Linked DNA regions of Gossypium hirsutum: all the other regions are linked to region 3. A link is a contact called in public Hi-C data. All regions are on one chromosome and are shown on one strand. The core of a region is the stretch at or near the end of the contact, and the rest is flanking DNA. Distances in the headings are between cores, read along the strand shown.

Region 1 (2,926 bases), core at 74-2,573, 130 kb after region 3:
AGTTATGTAGTCATTGTAATTTAATTTAATTTTATCCGTATAATTAAATAAGTTTACATATAAATTCTAATATGATAAAGTCGTTATGATTTTAACAAAATTAAAATTGATTTTTTTAAATTATATAATTAGAATTAAAAATTTTAGTTATTTTTAATTGAAAAATATTTAAAGGAATATTTGATTAAATACATGGTCTTGATTTTTTATTTAAACCAAGGGAGGTAAGTTGAATAAATTGGACCAGATAAAGGTCAGCCCAATTAAGACAAGGGGTTGCGGCATAGGGACTTGACTTTTTTTCCATGGGAGTTGCCGGCCGATACACTCTTGAGTCTTAATTGGATCGGAACTCCTCTATTTTAATTAATTTAGAACTTCGAATGGGAATTAAACTCTTGCATAAGTTCCTCTATAATAAAAATTATGAAGTATCAAATACTAAAGAAAAATTCTATATAAAATTAGTGATATTTTATTTGGGTAATTTTATATAAACTTAGTGATATTTTATTTGAGTAATTTTTCTTATAATCAATTTTTTTTAAAAAAAAACAAATTTGGATTCTAGACCAGGAGTAAGTATAATTTCAATTATCAACTTATTATAATTCGAATCTAGAAAATTGAAAATTTTGGTTTCCACTATAGAGGATTGAGCAATGGCTCTTTTTAGGGAGAGTTTAGGTTTTGTTTTTAATACATGTGATTTGGTTTTTTATTTATAACTTATTTATCCAAAAATGATTTTTTAAATATATTTATTTTTTTTAAAATTTTTAGAATTAAAACAAAATTGATAGGTTTTGTGAATGTTGAAGGCTAAATTCATATTAGGCTAAAAAAAGGCCCCACGTTAGCTTTTCATCATTGGCCTAATGACAACGAACGGAAGAGTGATTAAAATATTTAATTTGAAAAAGTGAAATAATTAAATTAAAAAAATTAATAGTTAGATGATCAAAATGGAACTAAATTCATAGGTGGGTGAACACATGGGGTTTCTAACTACAACAAATGATATTTTTTTTATTCCTCATTCGTTGTGCTTTATACTGATTTCATTTTAAGTTGTAATTGTTTGGATATATATTATACTTATCTAATATTAAACCTTTCAAAAAAAATTCTAAAATTATAAGTTAGAATTTTCAATTTAAAAAGTTTGAAATGATGAATGGATTTTGGCTCCACCTAAAATAAATTTTTAGTTTCGTGGCTCGATAATTATATTGTGTGAGACGGGTTACAATGCCTATCATCCCTACGGTCAATTATTTCAAAACATATGGGTGTTTTGGGCACAGCTAGAGTTGATTGTGTAGACATCATTTGCATGAGGATGGCATTGGTCTAGGCTTCTTATGACTATGATCTTTTGCGGGTCCCAAGTCTATCCGACTACTTTTTGCATCATCAAAAGTCATAATCAAAAGCATGTTGGACATTGAAAAATATCAACCAAAAGCTCATCTCCTTCATTCCATGGGCTTAAAGTTGGGAGGCAAAAAAACCCTTACTGAATTGGGCAAAACCCAACCAAAGGTAAGTGTAATAACCCATTTTGCCCGGCCCAATAAATACCAAAAAATAAAGTAAATTAAAATATCCACTATTAACAGCCTAGTTTTTTATAAATATTAAAATTAAACCAAAAATTCAATTAAATAAATGTCCACTTACAGACTCAAAGCCCAATTCAGTCCTTAACCCAAATACTAAACCTATCAGACTCACCGAGCCCAATACACCCTAGCCCAATAACCCAAATTATATCAAACCCGAGTCCAAAAATAACCCAATTACAATAACCCAAATTACCAACCCAAAATCAAACCCAAAATCAATATGGCCCAATACCCTAGCTCAATTAGCCTAAAGCAAAATCAGAAAACCCTAGCAGCTTGCAGCAAGCCCTCGCGCCGCAATCAGGCTCTGCCCTTGCACGTGCGCCACCGCCTCCACGCCACGCGCCTCCGTACACTGTACTTGCAAATGAAACGAAGACAACGCAGCACACAAAAGAACAAAAAAAGAAGAAAAGAAAATAACAAAATAGCACAAAGAGAAAATAGGAGAAAAAGAAGAAAGATTGATGTATTTTTGGGGCTATAAAACCCCATTTTCTGTATTGTTTCGGGGATCCCGATTTGAAAAAAAGAAATAACAAAAAGAGAACGATTAACAGTTGAAAGGAGTTGATTAATTATTTTTACTTTTTTTTCTTTTTGCGTTTCTCTACTGTTTTCTTTGATTTTTTTTTCTATTTTCTATACAAAATAAGAAAACAATAGAGATTTACCTTCATCATGTGACGGTTGGATCCCTGTTTCTCTCGTCGCAATCAGAGCAAATGGGGTTCTGAAGGGCTGAGCAGGCGACGGAGGATGGGAAACAGGAAACGGCGCTCTCCCTTTCCTCAGCAATTTTAGATGAAAATTTTTAGATTTAGGTTTTTTTTAGCTTTTAAATTCTTTAAAAAAACGGCACCGTTTGGTGCCTTGACCCGGTGATCCGATTTGATTCGGGGAGGATCCGCGCCTTTTTAAATCAAGGGGAAATTTGCGCACTGAATCCCCTTGCATTGGCTTTCATTTCGATTCAATTTCCTTTCAATTCTTTTAAATTGTTATCGCACTTTTATTTTAATTTCATTTAGATCCCAGGTTAGACAACGTCATTTCGCTGTTGAGATTTGAATTCCTGAATTTGCGTGTTAAATTGCTATAATGGTCCCTTTAATATTAAGCCTATCTCAATTCGGATGTTTATCTATTTATTTCAAATGTAACCTTAGAATTTTGTTTAAATTCACAATAGATCCATTTTTATTAAATTAATTGGTTTATTATTATTAATTTCATTTGATGTTATTATAATTATTAGTATTTTTTTATATATCAACCAAACTAATTTTACTATAAAC
Region 2 (2,700 bases), core at 111-2,610, 150 kb before region 3:
GGATTGATTATTTATTTGTGTGAAATTATGGAGTAAAAATTTGAAAGTTAAAATATACTCTAATCCTATTTTTACTCTTAAAGATTTAGACTCTACTTTTTGGATTTAAAATTTTAGGTCCAATTGTTGCCACTGTTAAAATTCCATTGATGACACATTTTAAAATAGGTTGATTATTTGTTTGTATCAAATTATGGAGTAAAAATTTGAAGGTTAAAATATGATCTAAGTCCCTATACACTTCATACAAAAGTTTAGTCTCATTATTTTATTTTTTAGGAATTTAGTTTCTCTACTTTTCAAATTTAAGAATTTAAGTTTAGTTATTACCCCGTTAAATTATTTAGTTAAATTCAGTGTTGTGGCATTTTAAAATTAAACAAAAATCACTTAGTAATAATGTAATAAAAATTTTATGTTGAAAATGCTTATGTAAATTAAAAAAAACACACATTCGAACTCGTCATGATAGAATATTTTTTATTGGATTAATGTTCTTAAATTATATTTATAAAATGGAAAAAAATATGGATGTCCATGTGTCAATAGAAGGAAGGTCTTTTTAACCTTACTTTTATATATAGTTACATAGATAATCCACCTAAACCTTATATTTTATTTTCATTAATCATATTAATAATAAAATAGGATATAATTAGCTTTTTTTGTGAGAGCTATGATCTCTTATCTATAAGCAAAGTTAAATTATGTGTAAGTCATATATCTAATGTATCAATTTATTAACTTGCTATTTTGAGATGCTTTAGCGATTGGCACATCGAAGCGTACAGATCATACATATACAATAGTATACTTACTCTAGATTAAGGTTAACAAGTACCATAAGTGAATTAATTTCTAATTGAATTTTTAAGATGTATTCAACTAGGATTTAATATACCACGGGCCCATGAATTGCTCAATATACAACTAGAATAGAGTGTCTAGGTGTTGTTTGTTCTGGCCCATTAGCTCTCAAAGTCCCCACCAACCTACAAGGTGTTGTTTGTTTTGGCCCATTAAACCTCATAGTTTCATTCACAGAAGGCACCTCACAGATTGAAGATAGTTTGAGCTCTTGTATCAGAATCTAGTACACAACCCATGTGAGATACATGGCTCCTTGGCGGTGTCTGCTTAATCGTATCATTAAATATGAAGATTATATATGGTGTGCCCGACATTATGATTTTAATATGGCTTTCCATCTAAACGTAATATATACTGTCTTTTACCAATATAGTAGGAAATGGGTAAAAGTGGAGCCTGAATGGAATCCCATGTCCCAACCTAAACCTTATAGAGACGTGCCACCTAACAATGAGTTTTTCTTGTTTCCGGGCTTTGCCACTCACATGTGATGCAAGATTGAAGCAGCAGTACTCTTTTGTTTTCACCAACGTGTACAGAATCAAGACATCTATCATGTGCTTGTCTCATGTCTCTACTTTCATCTCTAGCGTGCGACTCATTTAATACATTTGTTTTGGTGTTCCACAAGTGTACATGAAGACTCCGAGCAACCATTTCTCCCTTGTACTTGAAGGTTATGTGGTTTGTCGTTTACTTTGAAGGTTGAAGGTCGGAGAGTTGTTATTTCAAAAAAAAAAATTCTAGCTAAACTTTTCTCTATTAATTTATATATATTTGAAGTATGTTAATTTATGTTTGCTATGTGACATAATGTGAGGCTATCTTGTGCCACAACTAGATTGGCTATTAGTGCTATTATGGCACAAACTAATTGTGTTAGTGCGAGAATATTAACTTGGGTGACGAAACACAAGTTTAGGTACTAATGAGGTACTTGTGGACAAAGTTCAAAGAGTAAACTACATATCAACTCTATAAAATATATCTTATTATAAAATATATTTCAATTGTCAAACATGCTACTATAATATTTGTTGAAACATTTTTAGAACATATATAGTGTTCCAATAATTACAAATGAATAATTATAAGTAATCAAAAATTATGTTACTTTGTTATTAATCAAGAGTTGTCATTATTCATAGTGATAGATTATGTCTATTGTCACTGAAAGTTATATTACTTGATTATTAAAAAAAATTATGATTATTCAAGTAATATGTAATGAATATTTTTTTTTCATTCTTAATAGATGTGACTATCCAAATAGATATCTAGTTAATGGTTATGTATCTATGAAGAGACATGATAACTCTTATAGGTAGGAGTGAAATTTTATTTGTATGGTACACCAAAAAGAACTCAAACAAAGTTTCTATGTTCTCCTCTATCTTTTAATATTCAAAGATTATTTTATAAAGACTTGTTGCAGAAATTCTCTATAGAATTTGATACTCTAGATTTGCTTTGCTTAGTGAACTATTATCATCATACGGTTATTGGGTTTCATTGTATCTTCGAGATTTATTTGCCTTAACTCTTTTGCATACAAAAATATAGGTAGGATTGAATAGAATCTTAAAGATAGTGACATAGTTATATGTTTTGAAGCCTTTGTTAATTTTTCATAAGTTTAATTTATCCCCACACACCAACAATCATTTGTAACAAATATAATTATGATGTATTTGTTTCATTAAAAACAACTTTTAAAAAAATTAAGAAAACTTACTAAACAATGTAGAAAATATTAGCTTTAAATTAATCTTTAATCTCCTCTTAACAAATTTAGAAAGAAAAAAAAAGCAATGTAGGGCTTTGGTTGTT
Region 3 (2,892 bases), core at 255-2,754:
ACTATTTTCTCCATTAAATTATTTAACCAAGATTTATTATATTTTCATAATAACTCCGTAAATATTCTTATTTTATATTTATAGGCTCGATTAACAGATACGAAATTCCAAATCCACATTTTCTAACCTTACCGAAAATCGGATCCTTACCGTTTTTACTTCTGTATATATTATAAATAGATTAAATGTGTTAGGTATTATCATTTTGTTATTTAATAATTTTAGTACAAATCTAAATCAAAATGACTGAGGTGGCTTTGTTAATAAGGAAGTGCCTTGAAAGGTGATGTAGAACGAAAGAGCAACGGCAACATGTTTTTCGGTTGTTTTCTTCCTTACTATCGTTTCTCGTATTTCTTAATTCGATCCTAAGGAAGATTCAGTTCCAGATACTGTTTTTGAGAGTGTTTTTAGGATTTTAATTAGTAGTTCATTGAGATTGAATTATACAGTGGAGAATCTTGTAGCAGAAAATACTCAAAAACAAGAGAGAACATCAAATATGGAATCTCTTTCGCCAGGGTCATCGCCATCAAGAAGTTTCTGGTATTCTTCAAAAATGTCGTCAAGCAAATTACTATCTCCTACGGGTGTGGCATCTGAAAACGCCTCAGCGTCAGGAAATTCTAGGTTAGTATCAGCTGCAAAGTCGGACCAATAGCTAGGAATATAAAAAACATAGGCATCATTGGTTCCTTTGCTCCCTTCACCGCTGCTAGATGACCCACTTATGAGGCTGTCAAAACTGCTGCTCCTTGATATTACTGAGAATGGCGAAACCCTGCTGGCTTTTGGTTGATGCAGCACCTTTATCTCTTCTTTCTCCTCCACATTGGCCTTTTGCTTCTTTTCAGTGGCTTTCTTGGCTTTACGGCTGCTTCTTGTAGTTGAATTAGTTTGTGAATTATTGAGCACCCTTTTGCTGAGGTGAGAATTCCAGTAGTTCTTGATTTCATTGTCGGTCCTGCCTGGAAGTCTTTTAGCAATGAGAGACCAACGATTTCCCAGAAGAGAATGAAGCCTGATAATGAGGTCGTCCTCGTCGGGAGTAATGTTTCCTCGCTTGATATCAGGTCGGAGATAGTTAATCCATCTTAGTCGGCAGCTTTTTCCGCACCTAAGCAACCCTGAACAGTGCCCACCAAACCCAAAATCAATGAAATTACAACTAGAGCAAGAAATAAAATTGTAGCTGCTTATTAAGACAGATGTAGAAAATTACCAGCCATTTTAGGCAAAGATCTCCAATGACCTTCTCCATGAGCCTGTATATAATTAATCAGCAATGTGTCTTCTCTGGCTGTCCAAGGACCTCGGTTCAAACCTACCTTAGAACAACATGGGGCTCTTCCCATTTTTTTTTTCTTTCTTCTACGATTCCAGCCGCACAATCTGAAATGATCACAAAAACCAGAAAAGAGGTGATGTAAACTCGAGAGAGAGAGAGAGAGAGAGTGCGTGTATGTGTGCGCTAAAATGAGCACATGACACTACAAAGCCGTCGCCTCCTTTTTAAAGCCATGAAAGGGGGAACGTTAATGATCTAGAAATAGCCACATGCGCCATCCTTATTTTTTTAACCGTTAAAATATACAATAATTAGTGGTATTCACAAATTTAAAAATTTTTATTTTAAAGAATTTATTTTTTTTAGTTTAAAAATTTAGGTTGAATTATTGATACTGTTACATTTTTTGCTGTTAAATTTATTGATATAAAATATTAAAAAAATCATTTAATATCTATTTAACTAAATAATAATAATTTTAAAATTATTAACAATTTAATCTAAATTTTAAAATTAAAAAAAAATTAATTCCTACTAGTAAAATATAGAAACTACATTTCTAAAGAGTACATATATATTTTAAAAAATACCTTTGCTTTTTAACTCATTTGTTTTTTACAGAGCCTAGGAAAAAGAATAAGAAAGAGTGGCAACCAAGCAGGTAAAATTCACCCGCCTGGCTTTGTTATACTATTAAAATACCCCTCTTTAGAATTTATAACGATTTTAGTATATTTCCTTTAAAAACACACTATTTTAGTATTTTTAACTATTTAAGAGTTTAAAAAAATATTTTATTTTTTATAATCATTTTTACATATTTCGATAATAATTTCTTATTTTCATGAGATTTTATAACATAGATTTAGTTTAGATTAATAAAAATAAAAATTATGTAAAATATTACAGTAGATTAAAACTAAATAAAAAAATTTTCATTTTAGGATTGAATTAAGAGTTAAAACATTAAATAGAGTTTGAGGGGAAGAATTTATATTCAATTGAGTTGGACTTGATCAAAGGGTGATATCAACTTAATAAGCTTCTTAAATATAATTAAAAATCCTGTCACATGAAAATGTATGTGAAAACCATATATTTAGAACATAGAAGTGCGTATAAAATAACATATGATAAATAATAAAATGTACGGTTTGAAATTAATTAATAATACAATTAAAATATAATATTATATTAAAATAAAGCTTTACTTTAGTGGTAAAGTTGATTTATTAGTGTAAATTGTATGGATTCAAATTCAACCGCATGAAATTTTTTATTAGGTTTTCTAAAAAATAAAAAGACTAAAGTACATAAATAGTTTTTTAATTATTGAATAACATAGTGTTTTTATTTAAATAAAAAATAAAAAATAAAAAAGGTGTTACTATTAACTGCTTTCAAGCCACACTTTTTATATATTATTTTAAATGTTGTAAGTATGTAATAAAATTTAGAATATATATAAATAGAGATTGGTTGGGAGAAAAAACAACTCATCTCATACCATGTGGCATTCCTGCACTACAGTTTGCATAGACATGGGAACAAAAACACGGTAAATAAAAAATGCATGCATCCAATGATGGAATAATTTGAGAAGA
Region 4 (2,786 bases), core at 99-2,598, 200 kb before region 3:
CTATATCCTTGTGCATTTACATATGCCCAGACATGTTTCTAATTGCTTTGATTGCCAATGCTAGGCGGTCAAAAAAGTAGAGTTGCTTTTGCAAAGATAACTTTCAAGAAACCACACATAATATTGCTTGATGAGCCATCCAATCATCTTGTAAGTCGTAATATTTTTCTCTCTCTCCATATTTCTTGATATTAAGACATGGTTAAGTCTTCAATAATTCCAGGATTTGCATGGAAAGTTTTATAACCACTGACTGTGACACTGAAATTAGGATTTGGATGCTGTGGAGGCACTAATTCAAGGCCTTGTCTTGTTCCAAGGAGGGATTCTGATGGTATAAGTCGTGTTGTCTTTGTCATTTTAGTTTGCACAATAAATAAATATTAAGATTATTTTGGTCCTATTTCGAAATTCTGAGATGGAATTGTGTGTGATGGCTCCTGCAGGTTAGTCATGATGAACATCTGATATCTGGAAGTGTAGATGAACTGTGGGTGGTGTCTGAGGGGAGGGTGAACCCTTTCCATGGAACTTTCCAGGACTATAAGAAGCTCCTCCAGTCCTCTTCCTAAAAACTGTTATCCGATATCAAATTTTCTACATGAAGGTAATTCGAGGTTTAGAGCAAATTCCTTGTTTCTTTTTAGGGAAAAAAGTTTTTTTTTTGTTCAAATGCAATAAGAGGGATTTCTGGGTATGGAGTTTGAAGTAAAAAAAAAATGTTAAACTATGATTGTCTTTCTCAATTTGAGGGATAAAGCTTATTCGTTTGCTTTTGTTATTGATTCTCATGAGATTACTTGAAGCTTCATCTTTGCGCTATGAGGTCTACACCTACAGCACCGCATTTTTTTTGGGCTTAGCTATCAATTCAAATACTAAACAGTTTTTATGTAAATATATATTTAATATTTGCTGCTAATAGTTAAAAATACGAGCTTCAAAGACCAGGTTTTTCTTTTGGGGTTTCCAATTGGGCTCCATAGACGACTTGAAATGCAAGTGAAAAGCATGGCATGCCTAAGCTCAAGGGGGTTCTTAAAAAAATAAATATTCAGGCATTCGAGTACATTAAAATATCAAATCTAAGCCCTGGTCAAGCTAGTTGAAGAAGGTGCTGAAACATTCAGCTTAAATGTTCTCGCAAACTTGCGATAACTTCCTCAACCATGTTTTCGGCTACTTCTTTCCAAAACAATGTAACATAAAAAAGGTGTCAAATGCAGAGTTGTGATGTAGTTTAAACTGCAAATTATGATTATTGTGCATGCGAAGTATCGAACCCCATCCAGTACCGTGGGTGGGTACTATGATACCACTACACTAAGTGCTCGGCTTTTGATTGGACCTTATTTTTTATATTTTCTATATTATTTTAGAAGCCTTCTAGAATGCCCCTTGGCGGCTTCGCCTCCTTAACCGACAAGAGATAAAGTGAGAATCCTCCTTGAGCGGGTTTCAAATCTCAGTAATCCAATCGATTTCAGAACAAGAAGTAGAATAAGAATGGATAACAGCGAGGGCAACAATTCCCCCAGCTTGATCTCTCGTGAGAAGTTGGGAGAGGTGGCAACCTGGGTCAGCGCCACTGTGGTCTCCGCCTTTTTCTCCTCTCTCGAGCGCTTCTCCTGCGTTAACCTCTCCACCAACGACCCTGACGATGACGACAATCCCAACGAGGCCAAGGACCGCCCTCTCACCTACTCCTAAATATCTCTCTCGGTACTTGCCACGTCATATACTCTCTTGCTTTCTCTTGATTTATGGTCTTTGTATACAGAACCAAGAAAAAAGTATTAAGGAAACTTTAAATGCTCTATATTTGTTGGTCGTCCTGATTGAAAAGGGAACTCTTCTGTAATAAAGGCCTTTTTTTTTTGGATATTCAATCATCTAAGTCTGTTGGTGCTGTGTTTTCTCAAAAGTCACAAGTCAAAACCCGATCGAACAATATGGAGTTTGAATTTGATTCCTAGGTTTCGTTGTGGAACTGTCTTTTCCTTATCAGTTAAAGGAGTTACTGTGTGTGTGTGTGATTTAAATATTGAATTGTAATCTTTTGAAGCTATGCAATGAGTTCATATTAAGATGATTGATGGAGATTGGTTTAATCAGTTCTTCGGAATCTTTCAAAACTATGTGCATTTTTCATAAAGGAGAGAGTTCACATTTTCTTTTTAGGGTGTTTCATTAAGATCCGATTTCTGACTTGGATTGACTACCCATGCCTTTTCTTTGCTTGCCAAAAGGTGCAGCTCCTGGATTAACCATGTTGGTTCTATACAATCTCGTTGCTTAATTTGGGAGTGGTAGGCAGCTTTTGGTCTTCGATGAGAAAATAAAAGTTGATTTAGGGCCTTCGTAAGCAAGCATATGGATTTAGGGCTTCTCAGACATAGAACTACATTTTTAACTACAAAGGTTTCTCCTTTCCTTTCAATGGGCTTCTGACTAATGGAAAGGAACTTGAGAAATGATGATCAGGTGTCTAATTAGGCATTTAGCTATAAGTCCTTCCTATCTTCAAATGGAGCAATATGTTCCTGTAAATTAGGGGCCTAGCGGCCCTTAGAATTGTCCGTCTCTAAGCTCGTTTCAAATTCTGTCATGGTTCACAAGAGAGCTTTATATTTACATGTCCTTGTACAATACATTGGCCTGTTATTAGCCCCAGGGAAAGTTATAGCTTTAATGATATGTCAACCTTAAGCTGTTATATGATTATATTTGCGGTTAGGTACTTATTCCTAGGTCATTTTCTTCTATTTGAATGCACATGTGTATTC

What was found. Hi-C and Micro-C count contacts between places; a contact is called where the count stands out from the background.
Region 1: a contact with region 3 is called in a Hi-C map of leaf, with 2.9 times the contacts expected there. The contact joins the enhancer-like site here to the promoter of LOC107911458 in region 3. A contact is called at or near these places in 5 of 34 Hi-C or Micro-C datasets (callus, leaf and petal).
Region 2: a Hi-C map of leaf shows a contact between it and region 3, with 1.7 times the contacts expected there. The contact joins the enhancer-like site here to the promoter of LOC107911458 in region 3. A contact is called at or near these places in 3 of 34 Hi-C or Micro-C datasets (hypocotyl and leaf).
Region 4: a contact with region 3 is called in a Hi-C map of leaf, with 3 times the contacts expected there. The contact joins the enhancer-like site here to the promoter of LOC107911458 in region 3. A contact is called at or near these places in 13 of 34 Hi-C or Micro-C datasets (anther, callus, fibers and 4 more).

The regions. Positions count from the first base shown.
Region 1 is chrD08:41,120,923-41,123,848 of Gossypium_hirsutum_v2.1, reverse strand. No RefSeq gene overlaps it. Among protein-coding and RNA genes, the nearest start is that of LOC107911494, 32 kb to the right of the region's middle. Within about 2 kb of position 1,323, at least 1 of the 9 cell types and tissues checked has an H3K27ac peak or open chromatin away from gene starts, as enhancers often do. A contact at or near this core is called in leaf, where this site is marked.
Region 2 is chrD08:41,409,546-41,412,245 of Gossypium_hirsutum_v2.1, reverse strand. No RefSeq gene overlaps it. Among protein-coding and RNA genes, the nearest start is that of LOC121219805, 4.8 kb to the right of the region's middle. Within about 2 kb of position 1,360, at least 3 of the 9 cell types and tissues checked have an H3K27ac peak or open chromatin away from gene starts, as enhancers often do. A contact at or near this core is called in hypocotyl and leaf, where this site is marked.
Region 3 is chrD08:41,254,935-41,257,826 of Gossypium_hirsutum_v2.1, reverse strand. It overlaps LOC107911458 (myb-related protein 308), which reads right to left and starts at 1,504. Exons shown (of 2, transcript XM_016839280.2): 1 at 1,223-1,504; 2 at 408-1,127. The coding sequence starts at 1,355. The coding sequence ends at 478.
Region 4 is chrD08:41,458,288-41,461,073 of Gossypium_hirsutum_v2.1, reverse strand. It overlaps LOC107911437 (ABC transporter F family member 3), which reads left to right. Exons shown (of 19, transcript XM_041098176.1): 16 at 65-150; 17 at 272-334; 18 at 447-607; 19 at 1,383-2,092. The coding sequence ends at 572. Among protein-coding and RNA genes, the nearest start is that of LOC107911437, 8.5 kb to the left of the region's middle. Within about 2 kb of position 1,348, at least 9 of the 9 cell types and tissues checked have an H3K27ac peak or open chromatin away from gene starts, as enhancers often do. A contact at or near this core is called in fibers, hypocotyl and leaf, where this site is marked.